Regions from separate parts of the Sus scrofa genome. Here region 1 is linked to region 2. The links are chromatin contacts, called in public HiChIP or PLAC-seq maps. All regions are on one chromosome and are shown on one strand. Each heading gives the region's core, a stretch centred on a gene start, on an enhancer-like site or on the middle of the called end of the contact. The rest is flanking DNA. Distances are from core to core; before and after follow the strand shown.

What was found. HiChIP or PLAC-seq counts read pairs in DNA pulled down with a chosen protein or histone mark.
Region 1: an H3K27ac HiChIP or PLAC-seq map of skeletal muscle shows a contact between it and region 2. The contact joins the enhancer-like site here to the promoter of GJA4 in region 2. A contact is called at or near these places in 10 of 47 Hi-C or Micro-C datasets (embryonic fibroblasts, epiblast stem cells, fetal liver and 5 more) and 1 of 2 datasets of contacts at active chromatin or transcription factors (skeletal muscle).

What each region holds. Positions count from the first base shown.
Region 1 is chr6:91,094,127-91,100,184 of Sscrofa11.1, reverse strand. No RefSeq gene overlaps it. Among named protein-coding and RNA genes, the nearest start is that of SMIM12, 17 kb to the left of the region's middle. Within about 2 kb of position 3,589, at least 17 of the 83 cell types and tissues checked have an H3K27ac peak or open chromatin away from gene starts, as enhancers often do. A contact at or near this core is called in fetal liver, liver, omental adipose tissue and 2 more, where this site is marked.
Region 2 is chr6:91,040,583-91,046,708 of Sscrofa11.1, reverse strand. GJA4 (gap junction protein alpha 4) reads right to left here and starts at 1,279. Exons shown (of 2, transcript NM_001244224.1): 1 at 1,235-1,279; 2 at 1-89. The coding sequence starts at 72.

The DNA of each region.
Region 1 (6,058 bases), core at 2,340-4,839, 51 kb before region 2:
TGGAAGGGGCTGCCTTGGGGAACCTCCACAGGGGAGTGGCAGCGGCCAGAGCCTTGGACGTAGGTACCCTGCCCCCCTGAGGCCGGAGCCCACTGCTTCCTGGCTGTTGGCCCAGTCCTGTGGGTGAGGCTGGTGTTGGCTCCTCCTCTCCCCAGGGGCCTCAGGGTGGGGACCCTAGACCGGAAGGCCCTCTGAGCTGATTAGCCTGTGGTCTCTGGGGTGAAGGAACAGTCAGCAGGCTCCAGCATGGGTCCTGTCCTTCCCCTTCTTATCAGAGCCTGGACGCCCTTCCGCCTCGTGGCCCCGGGCTCTCCCAGTGGGGGCACACTGACTTTGAGGGTGACAACTGCAGCTGCCTCGGTTTTAGCCGACCTCTGCAATTCTGGACCTTTCCACCTAGGGAGGGGTAGAAACAGCACTGAGGATCCAAACATCACCTCTGCTGTTTTCCCCGGCAGATTTACCTGCCTGGTCGGGTTCGTTCAAGCTGATATTCTTTTTTTTTTTTTTTTTTTTTTTTTTTGTCTTTTTGTCTTTTTGCCATTTCTTGGGCTGCTCCCGTGGCATATGGAGGTTCCCAGGCTAGGGGTCTAATCGGAGCTGTAGCTGCCAGCCTATGCCAGAGCCACAGCAACGCAGAATCCGAGCCTCGTCTGCGAACTGCACCACAGCTCACGGCAACGCCTGATCCTTAATCCACTGAGCAAGGGCAGGGATTGAACCTGCAACCTTGTGGTTCCTAGTCAGATTTGTTAACCACTGCGCCATGACGGGAACTCCTCAAGCTGATGTTCTAGTAAAGACTTTGCCCCTTGAGCTATTGAGCTATGTGGGTATGTGTTTTTTTTTGAATAAAAGCTGAGCAGGGTGGGGAAGTGGCTCAGAAATTTGCTGGGATTCAGAAGAGGCCACAGATAACAAACCTAGGAGCCTACCTTCTTGTCACTTTATGCAGCGACATCAAGTGGACTAGAGGCCATTTCAGGGGGGCCTCCCATGGCTCCTTGCCCCTCCCCAGTCCTGGGTACCTCCCTCTGGGGTCAGCAGCCCTGGGTCCATGTGGCCATGGGTTTCCCTGGGGTCCAGAAGCCAGCACTGGAGGCAGAGCTGATGGTGCTTTAGGCCAGATGCCTCCTGCCTGGCCTATTTCACAAGTCCCAGGATTTCAAGGTTTCCTGCTTCTTGGAAATGGGCTGAAGAAGGCAGCTGCCCTCTCTGCTGTGGACCTTGTTAGTCCCAGGAACCTGAGGCAGACAAAGCCCAGAGAGGAAGGCAAACCTGCTTGCTCCCTGAGTTCCACTGAGCCTGGGGCTGGGTGCATCGCTCTCTCACTGAATCCTCCCAAGATCCCTGCAAGGCAGTCACAGGTGAGGACACAGACTCAGGCTGTCGCCCTCTAAGATGCAGGTGGAAAGGATAGTGGAAGTTAAGTCCGAGGGCTTTGGTCCTCTTCTACCCCCGGGAGGCCAACTGCCTCTCCCCTGGCCTTTCTTCCCCTGTGCGGTGGAGGGCGGAGGGTGGGAAAGTTCCTCCCCTCCTTCCTTCCATCTCCAGAGACGTCTTTGTTCTCCGTGATTCCTGGACACATGGGGCCTGGGGCGCCTCCTGGCTGAGCTGAGGCCCTCAGGTCCCCGGTGGCCAAGGGGAATGAATGGCTTGTCACTTCTTGACCTCTCCTGTTTCCCACAACTGCCCCCTCCCACCTCTTGGCCACAATGGCCTGAGGCTGATTCAGGGCCTGCTTTATTGAAAGTGGAGAACAATACTCAGGGAGGCGGGTGGGTGGGTGGGTGCAGTCCCCTGCCCCTCTCCAGGGGGCTTGCCGGGAAGTCAGGGGAGGACATTCGGTGACTGGATATGGGTAGGAATCCTAGAGGGGGTGTGAGAGGAGGGGGCAACGGTATCTTTCCCTTTCCCTCTATCTAAACCTGTCTCCAGGGCCAGGCAGGTGCAGGGCGGGTAGTATGGCTCTGCCTTGTGTTAGCTGGGTGACCCCTGGCCGGTGACTTGACTTCTCTGTGTTTGTCTTCAGTTAAAAAAATTTTTTTTGGGGGGAGTTCCCGTCATAGCTCAGCAGTTAGTGAACCCGACTAGCAACCATGAAGACGTGGGTTTGATCCCTGGCCTTGCTCAGTGGGTTAAGGATCTGGCGTTGCCATGAGCTGTGGTGTAGGTTGCAGATGTGGCTTGGATCCCGCGTTGCTGTGACTCTGGTGTAGGCCACTGGCTACAGTTCTGATTGGACCCCTGGCCTGGGAACCTCCATATGCCTCGGGTGCGGCCTTAAAAGACAGAAAAAAAAAAAAATCTTTAAATTGAGGCATAGTTATGTAGGCTTCAGGTGCACAGTAGAGTGATTCGTGATTTTTAATGATTATACTTCAGGCAAAGTTCCCGTTGTGGCACAGTGGAAACGAATCTGACTAGGTACCATGAAGTTGTGGGTTCGATCCCTGGCCTCACTCAGTGAGCTAAGGATCCGGTGTTGCTGTGAGCTGTGGTGTGGGCTGCAGACTCAGCTCGGATCTGGTGTTGCTGTGGCTGTGGTGTAGGCCGGCAGTTGCAGCTCCAGTTTGATCCCTAGCCTGGGAACCTCCGTATGCTGAGGGTGCGGTCCCCAGGGGAAAAAAAAAAAGATTATACTCCATTTATAAATTATTATAAAATATTGGCTATATTCCCTGTGCTGTACAGTGTATCTCTGTAGCTATTTTCTGCATAGCAGTTGGTACCTCCTAATCCCCTCCCCCTATTTGCTCCTCCCTCCACTGATAACCACTCACTGATGAGTTCATGAGTCTCTCTATCTGAATCTGTTTCTGTTTTGCCATATTCATTAGTTTTATTTTATTTTATTTTTTTTGTCTTTCTCTGTCTGACTTATTTCATGAGAATTTACTATCAGGTCATTGAAGGAAAAGTGCTAAGCCGAGGGCCTGACTCCGCAGAAGATGCTCAGGACATTAGCGCTCCTCTTGCCCTGTCTTCCTGCTAGTTGGTAGGTGGTCTTGATCTCTGACCAGCTCCTTCTGGGAGGCAAAGTGCGTGGGAAGGCACAACCTGGGAAAGCCTTTTTCTGAGGCCAGCTGGAGCCCAGTGGGAGCAGAGGCCTTCCCCGCCTCCCCAGCTTCTTGCTGCGCTTTGCTTTTTTTTTTTTTTTTTTGACCCAGAGGAAGTTGAAGGAATTGTGATTGTCCACTCTGGAAGATAAGGTTGAAGGGGTGACCTAATAAGCATTTGTAAGCCTACTGAAGGTTATCGTTCAGAGTCGAGTGACCAGGGACACAGGGACGTATGTTTGGTGTGCACCCGAGGTGTGTGAGTAGCCATGGCCAGCCTTTCTCGGCAGAAGGCCTGGGATCCTGGAAGCAGGCAGGGCGGGCAGGGTGGGCAGTGGGTAACGGAGGAAGGCTGTAGACTCGTTAAAAATAGGTCCTCTGTTCTGCCTGGGCTGGGGTGGGGTTTGGTCAGGGGTCAGGTGAGGCTGGTGGCATCACTAGGCAAGAGGGTTGAATACTGCCTGGGTCTAGGGTGAGCAGGGAAGCCCTGCCTCTGCCCCCGCCCCCAGCTCTGCCTCGCTGTATTTTCGGAGACAGCACGGGAAGTGGGCCTTCACAATGTCAGGATGCAGGAAGCTATCGGACTATTGAAGGCCACTTCCTGTAAGCTGGTCATTCACATACATTTGTCACCGGTCATCAGGGCTTTTGGGCTCTGCCATTGTCTGGAGGGGGCTGCAAAAGCCTGATGGCTGCCAGCAGAGGCTCTGGACACAGAATGCTCTATTGTGCTGAACTGGCAGCACCCTGTGGGGTGGGGAGGAAAGCGGTGGGTGAGAAAGGGACGCCTGCCTCTCATTGTCATCCATGGCACAATGGAGTTGGGGGCTGGGGTCTGCTCCTGCTCATAGAGCCTGAACTTCTGGGAGAAGGGGTGGCTGCAGCAGGAGCCTGGCTTCAGGTGTGGTCTGGGTAGAGCTGGAAAGGAGTTCAGGTGCGTCGTAAGCAGTGGTGGGTTTTCCAGGTCTCTGCCTAGAGCCAGGGTGATATAAAATGGCCTTGGCATCAGGCAGACGTGGATAGCGAAGTCATCTTCTGGCCCCATCAACTGTGTGACTTTGGGCAAGTTGCTTCACCTCGCTGAGCTTCAGTCCTGCTCCTGTAAAACACGAATAGTCATAGCGACCTCATAGGATGGGGATCACTTGAGGAATGTGTTGAAGTTCTTAGCTTGGTACCTGGCAGAGCTTAGATGTCTCAGAAGCGTCAGTTCCTTCTCCTCCCTCCTCTCCTTCCCTTCCAGCTCACTTCTGACCCTGCTGTCTGGTTCTCTGGCGAGTGAGCAAATCAGCGTGCAGAGGGGATGAAGAGGTATTTTAATATCAGCCCAAACAAAGCACAGCTCTGTCTTCCTTTATGCCAAGAATATCAAATCAACTGTTAATTATCTGCACTAATGGAAGGCGCAGAAGCAGATAATTTTTCTTTGGCCGAGTGCCTTTGGCCTTATGTGTGGATCTGGGTGTGTCGGAGTTCTAGAAATGCATTTCAGGCCAAGTAATGAAGTTGCAACAGGGCAGACCTGGCTCAGGAAGAGGCCAGTTAGAGCACCATCCAGCAGCCCACGGCGTTGCCCTGCCCAGCTCTCACCCGTCAGGGCCAGGAAGGGCACTTTCTTCCTCAGCCACATGATGAAGTGGAAAACCACAGACTTTGGAGTCAGACATGGGGCTCCAAACCTTGACTCTGGCCCTAATTAACTGTGTGACCCAAGGCAAGTTATTAGATTTTTCTGAGTCTCAGTCTCTTTGTCAGGTGAAGATAATTGTATTGCCTTGCAGGGTTTCTGTGAGGATGAAATCAGGTAGACACGTTTTCCTTTCTTTTCTTTCCCTTCCCTTCTTTTTTTTTTTTTTTTTGATTTTGAGGGCTGCACCCTTGGCATATGGAGGTTCTCAAGCTAGGGGTTGAATTGGAGCTACAGCTGCCAGCCTACACCACAGCCATGGCAACGTCAGATCTGAGCCGCGTCTGTGACCTACACCACAGCTCACGGCAACGCCGGATCGTTAACCCACTGAGCAAGGGCAGGGACCGAACCTGCAACCTCATGGTTCCTAGTCGGATTCGTTAACCACTGCGCCACGACAGGAACTCCCCAGCCCTATCTTGAACAGAGAGCTCCTCCCACCACTCCCCTATTTTTCTTTTTTTCTTTTTCCTGCAACATAGGGAAGTTTCTGGGGCAGGGGTTGAATGACAACTGTAGCTGCAGACTTGTGCCATAGCTTCGGCAACACCCAATCCAAGCCACATCTGTGATGTACAGCAGCTTATGGCAATGCTGGAGCCTCAACCCACTGAACAGGCCAGGGATTGAACCTGCATCCTCACAGAGATAATGTTGAGTCCTTAACCCACTGAGCCTCAGGAGCCCCCAGAGAGCCCTTTGGATGGTTCCTGGCACAAGGACACGATTAAGTGTTTGAACCTCAGAAAGGTTGATTGCCCCACCACATGGAAGAGGCAAGACTGCTCTGTCCAGTATGGTAGCTGCTGGCCACATACAGATATTAAAAATGAAATGAACTAAAATAAAAAATTCATTTCCCGGGAGTTCCCGTCGTGGCGCAGTGGTTAACGAATCCGACTAGGAACCATGAGGTTGCGGGTTCGGTCCCTGCCCTTGCTCAGTGGGTTAACGATCCGGCGTTGCTGTGAGCTGTGGCGTAGGTTGCAGACGAGGCTCGGATCCTGCGTTGCTGTGCCTCTGGCGTAGGCCGGTGGTACAGCTCCGATTCAACCCCTAGCCTGGGAACCTCCATATGCCGTGGGAGCGGCCCAAGAAATAGCAACAACAACAACAACAACAACAAAAAAGACCAAAAAGACAAAAAAAAAAAAAAAAAAAAAATTTCATTTCCCCACCAGGCACATTTCAAGTGTCTAATAGACGTGGCCGGTAGCTCCTGTATTAGGCGGAGGAGGCAGGACATTTCTGTCATCGCGGGGTGTTCCATGGGGCAGCACTGAGCCGGGGGGTGTGCTCTTCCATGGAA
Region 2 (6,126 bases), core at 30-2,529:
GATCTTGCCCACCACGGTCGAGTGCTCCTGGACCTGGTCCAGCAGCTTCTCAAGGAAGCCCCAGTCGCCCATGGCTCCTGGGCCTCTGTCTGCAGGGAGACAGGGGACACGGTCAGCGAGGCATCCTTTTCAGCTGTCCTAGCAACAAGCCCGGCTGGGGGTGGGTGGGGGGAAGAGACTGGCCACGCCCGTTTTACCTGGGGGGAGGGGGAGGGGAGGAAGGAGGTCCTGGAGGGGAAGAGATTGGTCTGGGGGCTCACAGACAGCAGGACTACATGCAGATCTCTATGATGCTTGCTAAGCTCTGGCAAGGGTACAGCTAAGGTCCCTGTCTCGTCACATCTGTGTCCCGCTTGTGCCCAGCTGCAGTCCCAGGACGACCACAGCCCAAGGAGATCTGAATCAAGCCTAAGGGAACAGAGAATTGGAGGAACTTATCCAAGGTCACACAGCTGTGCCATGCCCCTCCCCCCTTTTGCCCAGGACAGGCTGTCCCCAGACAGTGGGGGTGGGGGTGGTGCTATCTTCAGCTTCTCAGGGGGCTCAAAGCCTCACATCCTGGCTCCCTTCTGAGTCAGTCCTCACCCAGTTGACCTCACTCTAACCTCTGAGTTTGTTGGGGGGGGCGGCATGAAGGCACGTTAGACACTCCAGGCTGCCTCCTGCATTAGCTCCACCTGTCAGCAATAGTGACCACCTGCCGTTTAAGGACCGACACTGGATCGGGTCCCCTATCTCCATCCCCTCCCCCTACCAAAGCTATTGCTGCCAAATTCTAGACTCTTGAAAGGAACTGTCATAGCAGGGTGGAGGCATGGGCCACAAAGTTCCCAGGACATCAGGGGGAGAGTGGGGGGAGGAAGGTAGGGCAAAGGGGAGGGGAAGGCGCTTCTTTTCCGAGAGAGCAAAGCTGGTTTAGATCAGGGCTGGAGCCAGACCTGGGTTCAAATCATGACTTTCCTACTAATGGGGACCTTGGATAAGTGATACCTCTTAGCACCGCAGTCTCCTCTCCTGTAAAACGGAAATAACAATATCCCTACCTCCTAGGGTTATAAGGATACAATGAAAGCAGATGGGAAGCTGGTTTAGCACAGAGGATGGCCCAGGCAAGCTGGGTGAGCGTGGCGGCCGTGGGTTCCCCCAGCAGCAACCCTTAGCCTGTGGCAGGTGGCAGCCGATTCCTGCCTGCCCTCCGCTGGAGTTGGCACCCCAGCCCCCTAGCCCCACTCACCTCCTGCCTGCCTGCTCCGCGGCCCAGGTGGCGGTGCGGACACACGACGGCCGGAGCGGCGCCCGCGGGAGCCCTGCTGGACGGCGCCTGGCGGCAGGGGCGCCTTAAATAGCGCGCGGGGCGGGGTAGGGGCAGGAAGCGGCGGGAGGGCGGCGGGCGCTGTTCCCAGCGGGGAGGGACGGGAGATGCAGGCTCCCTGAAGCCACTCAAGGAAGGGGCCTGGGAGGTTGCACCGGGAGTTGGGGTCGGGGCGTCGGGTGGGGGGGATGAAAAGGATGAGAAACCTCCACCTTTCCCTTCTGCTCTCCACCGTCTTCCAGCCAGCAAACTCTCCTAGCCTCAGCTTCTTTGTCTGTGGAACAGGGGTCCTCCGAGGCGAAGTTTTTTTCAGAGTGGCTGAAGCTAACAGCCAGCACTTTCTGATCTCAGGCAACTGGCCTAAGGGCCTCTGAGAGATGGCAGGTGGGATGAAGGAAGGGCATCCTCCTTAACCCTGGGTGCCTACTGCCCTCAGTCCAAAGGGAGATCACTCATTTGTGGGGTGGCCGCTGTGGACCCCAGTACGGTGGCAGCACTTGGTCATCAAGACGCGTTAGGACATAGGGAACCAGGCTGGGAGAGAGGGGTTATAATCTGCCCTCCCTATAGCATCTATGGGGAGCTGGGATCTCTCCACCACAGAATTCTCCAGCATCCCTTCTCCCGGGCCGGCTATGCAATCAGGGGGCACTAGACAATGCCCATGGACCACTTGAGACTGAGTAGGGTGGACTCTCCCCATCTTTAGCTCATGCCTTTAAATACCTTTCAACAAGGGTGGAGGGGAGACATTGGAGGAAATGAAAGGGGTGGGCAGAGCCCACCGCTGTTCATTCAAGCATCACCCTGTCTGTGAACATTCATGTGCTGTGGACATTGTAAGTGGAACTGGGGATTTGACCATAAACCAGCCAGATGTGGTCTCCGGCCTGGGGCGCTCAGCGGCTGGGGCAGGAGGCAGGAATAGAGAGGGTACTGGCCCTTGGGTATGAGTAAATGGGGAAAGTTCTGAGAACTGTCAGTAGGGGTGGGGGTGGGTCTTGGTGAGAAATGTTTCTTGGGAAAGACTGCATTAGCCATGTCGGTGGAAATAATAAACAGTCTACAAGAGGAATGGAAGAGAGTTTTATTTGCGATTAACTGCGGACTCTTGCCTGGGAGACGGCCTCCCAGATAACTCTGAGGAACTGCTCTGGAGAAGGGTGGATTTCAGCACAATTTATATCTTGTTATCTTGTCAGAGCAAAGAACATCAAACACATCAGGGGTCCATTCCTTCAAGGTTTCAAAAAAAAAGACAAACCAGACCAGCATGTACAGGGCGAGTCAGCATGGCCTTGGTACCTGGGAAGGGAGGCATGATGTAGTCTTTATTTATTTATTTAGTCTTTTTGCCTTTTCTTGGGCCACTCCCGTGGCATATGGAGGTTCCCAGGCTATGGGTCCAATTAGGGCTGTAGCCGCCGGCCTATGCCATGGCCACGGCAACGCGGGATCCGAGCTGCATCTGTGACCTACACCACAGCTCACGGCAACACCAGATCCTCAACCCACTGAGCAAGGGCAGGGGTCGAACCCGCAACCTCATGGTTCCTAGTTGGATTCATTAACCATTGCGCCACGATGGGAAGGCCCATGTAGTCTTTATTTTTTAATTTAATTTTATTTTTTTGTCTTTTTTTGCCATTTCTTGGGCCACTTCTGCGGCACATGGAGGTTCCCAGGCTAGGAGTCAAATCGGAGCTGTAGCCACCGGCCTACACCAGAACCACAGCAACGCAGGATCTGAGCCATGTCTGCGACCTACACCACAGCTCACGGCAACACCGGATCCTTAACCCACTGAGCAAGGCCAGGGATCGAACCTGCAACCTCATGGTTCCTAGTCAGATTCGTTAACCACCGCGCTACGACGGGAACTCCCCATGTAGTCTTTATTTTTAACCTGACGTTCTTTACTTCTGGTCAATGCACTCTTCTCTAAAATAATTGAAGCAGATGTACAGTGTACGTTTGATGGGCACAAATAGGCTGTTTCAGTTAGTGTAAAATTCAAGTTAACTCAGGTAGACGCTAGAATGACTTCCCCTTACTCTAGTATGTGAAGCAATCTTTCATCAGCCGGTCAGGGAGAGCATTCTAGGCAGAAGAAACAGCCTGAAGAAGGGCCCAAGGATCAGTGGCTGTGAGGTCCTGACTTCATTGGCTTTGGTGGGCCGGGCGAGGAGGGCCTAGAAGTTGAGACTTTGCTGTTGATCCCTGTGCCCTGTGCCCTAGCTCCTATTGTGTAGGGCTGATGGGAGATCCAGTCAAAGCACATATGCATATTAGTACCCACAAAGGTTTCCAGTGGATGATGGCTAAAAACATTATAACAAAACCATTTGGACGGGAGTTCCCATTGTGGCTCAGCAGGTTAGGAACCAGACTATTGGAGTTCTTGTCGTGACTCAGTGGTAACGAACCTGACTAGTATTCATGAGGACGTGGGTTCGATCCCTGGCCTCGCTCAGTGGGTTAAGGATCTGGTGGTGCCGTGAGCTGTGGTGTAGGTTGCAGACACGGCTTGGATCCTGTGTGGCTGTGGCTGTGGCGTAGGCTGGAAGCTGTAGCCTGGGAACTTCCATGTGCTGTGGGTGCGACCCTAAAAAGCAAAAAAAGAAAAAAAAAGCAAAGGAAGAAAAGGGAAAGTGGCAGGTGGGGTCTGAGACCTGGGGCTGGTGGCCGAAAGATCCTGTGTTTCTCAACGCCAAGATTCCATCTTTGGACTCCCAGTGCCCCAGGGTGGGTCCCTGAGGGTCCTGCCTTCAGCCTGAGCAGGACAGCCAGTGTGGTGGACTTGCTTTGACCTCAGGACTTCCAGATCAGGCTGAGCTGTCTTCCCCTTCCAGGCCTGTCCCTCAGGGCCACGTTGAGCGAAACCTCCTGAATTCCCAAAGCTGACAACTGCGCCCACTTAGTTTTGACCCCTGAGGGCATGAGAACGGAGGTCCCCAGAGGCAGGTTCTCACCACGCCCCCACTGCAGCCTCTGCTCCCAGAGTTCCTCTCCTGTGGCTGGGCCCTCCCAAAGCCGTTCTGATCCCATCTGCTGGGAAGGAGGGAGGAGCTGCCCTCACCCTCACCCCTTCCTCAGGGGCTCTGGAGGTCAGGGTTTGAGTGACCCCACCCCTTCCCGGAAAGGCGGAGCCAGGGCCAGCCCAGACAAGCCCATGACCTGGCCATTCCACCTGGGATGTGTCCCCAGATCCCCACACCTCCCACCATTCCCACTGCCCTGACCCTGTTGAGGCCACCACCTTAGCGGCCTCCCAGCTGGTCTTCTGGCCTCCTGGCCTCCAGGCCTCCAGCCCCGCCCTCCTCCCCAAGCCCAGCCTCCACCCTTCCCCAGAGATCTGACCACACACCACCTGCTCAAAGCCCTTCTATGGCTCTCCTTTGCCTCTTGACCTCGGCCACCTCTCCAGCCTCATCCCTTTTCTTCTTTCACCTGGTGATCCAGCCATACCTGACTCTGGCTTTTGTCCGCGTGGTCCCCTCTGCCTGGAGCGCCCTCACATGCTCAGCCCCATAGCCGTTCAGGACTTGGCTCAGTGTCCCTTCTCCCAGAAGTCCCCTCGCGGGCCTCCTCTGGCTTAGGGATGCGTTTGTGCTCTCCACAGCTCACCTATCGCTCCTGGGTCACTGTTTGCACCGTGTTAAGTGCAGCAACTCTCCAGAGCATTCTCATCTTGCAAAACTGAAACTCTGCGCAGAGGAAATACTCCCCATTTCCCCTCCCCGACCCGGGGTGCAGCAGCAGCGTTTACATGGCTTTGTCTCGACCCCTCCCCCAGGAGTCTGTGCGCTCCTTGAGGGCAGGCAGCGGGGACGTGCTTACACCCCCAGCTCCTAGCCGGGTACCAGGCCCATATACAAATTTATTAACTCCACAAATATTTACTGAACACCCTTCCTATTGCGGAGGGCGGGTGGGAGAGCCAATCAAAGCACAGAGCATCATATGTAGCGCACACAACGTTTTCCAGTGGGTGGTGGCTAAAAACATTGTTAACAAAACATTTGGGACAGGAGTTCCCATTGTGGCTCAGCAGGTTAAGAACCCCACTGGTGCTGTGGTTCTGTCCCAGATGATAGGTCAACCAGGGAACAGCGATAACAAAAATCCCCATCTGTGGATTTTATAGCAGGAGGGAGACAGACAAAATACAGAACCTGTTAGATGGTGATAAGTGCCAGGTGGGAAGTAAAGCAGGAAAGGAGGATCGGGGTGCAAGGGCGGTGGTTTCAGTTTTGAATTGAAGAGAGTCTCCCAAAGCAGCTGGCCTTTGATGCAGGCCCGGAACGAAGGGAGGGAGCCCCATGACTCTCTGGGGGCAAGCACATTCCAGGCAGAGGGAAAGTGAGCGCAAAGGCCCTGAGGCCGGAATATGCCTGGTGTTTTCTGCCCGAGGCTCAGCAAGGAGGTCCTCACGTGACTGAGTGAGGTCAGCCAGGCGAAGAGGTGCGTTCTCCAAGGGGACAGATAGGACAGGTCTTGTAGGCCCCTAAGGGCCTGTGTGAGATGCCTCTGGAGGTTTGGGGCAGAAGAGTGACATGGGCTGACTTAGGTGTTCCGGGAGCACGCTGGCTGCTGTGCGGGAATCGTCTGTGGGGCTGGGGGGTGGATGCAGTCCATCCCCCTTCAGTGGAGGACTCACTGCCCAGCTGTGCGGAGTCCGGCCCCCCGACAACCTCCAGCTCTTAGCCCTTTGGGGTCTGCTTCGGCCGTCCAGGTGGACAGGCTCTGCTTGGGGTGGCCCCAGGCAACAACAGAGCCAGGTAGTGGTGGTGGTCAAGGGCCTAGTTGTTTCC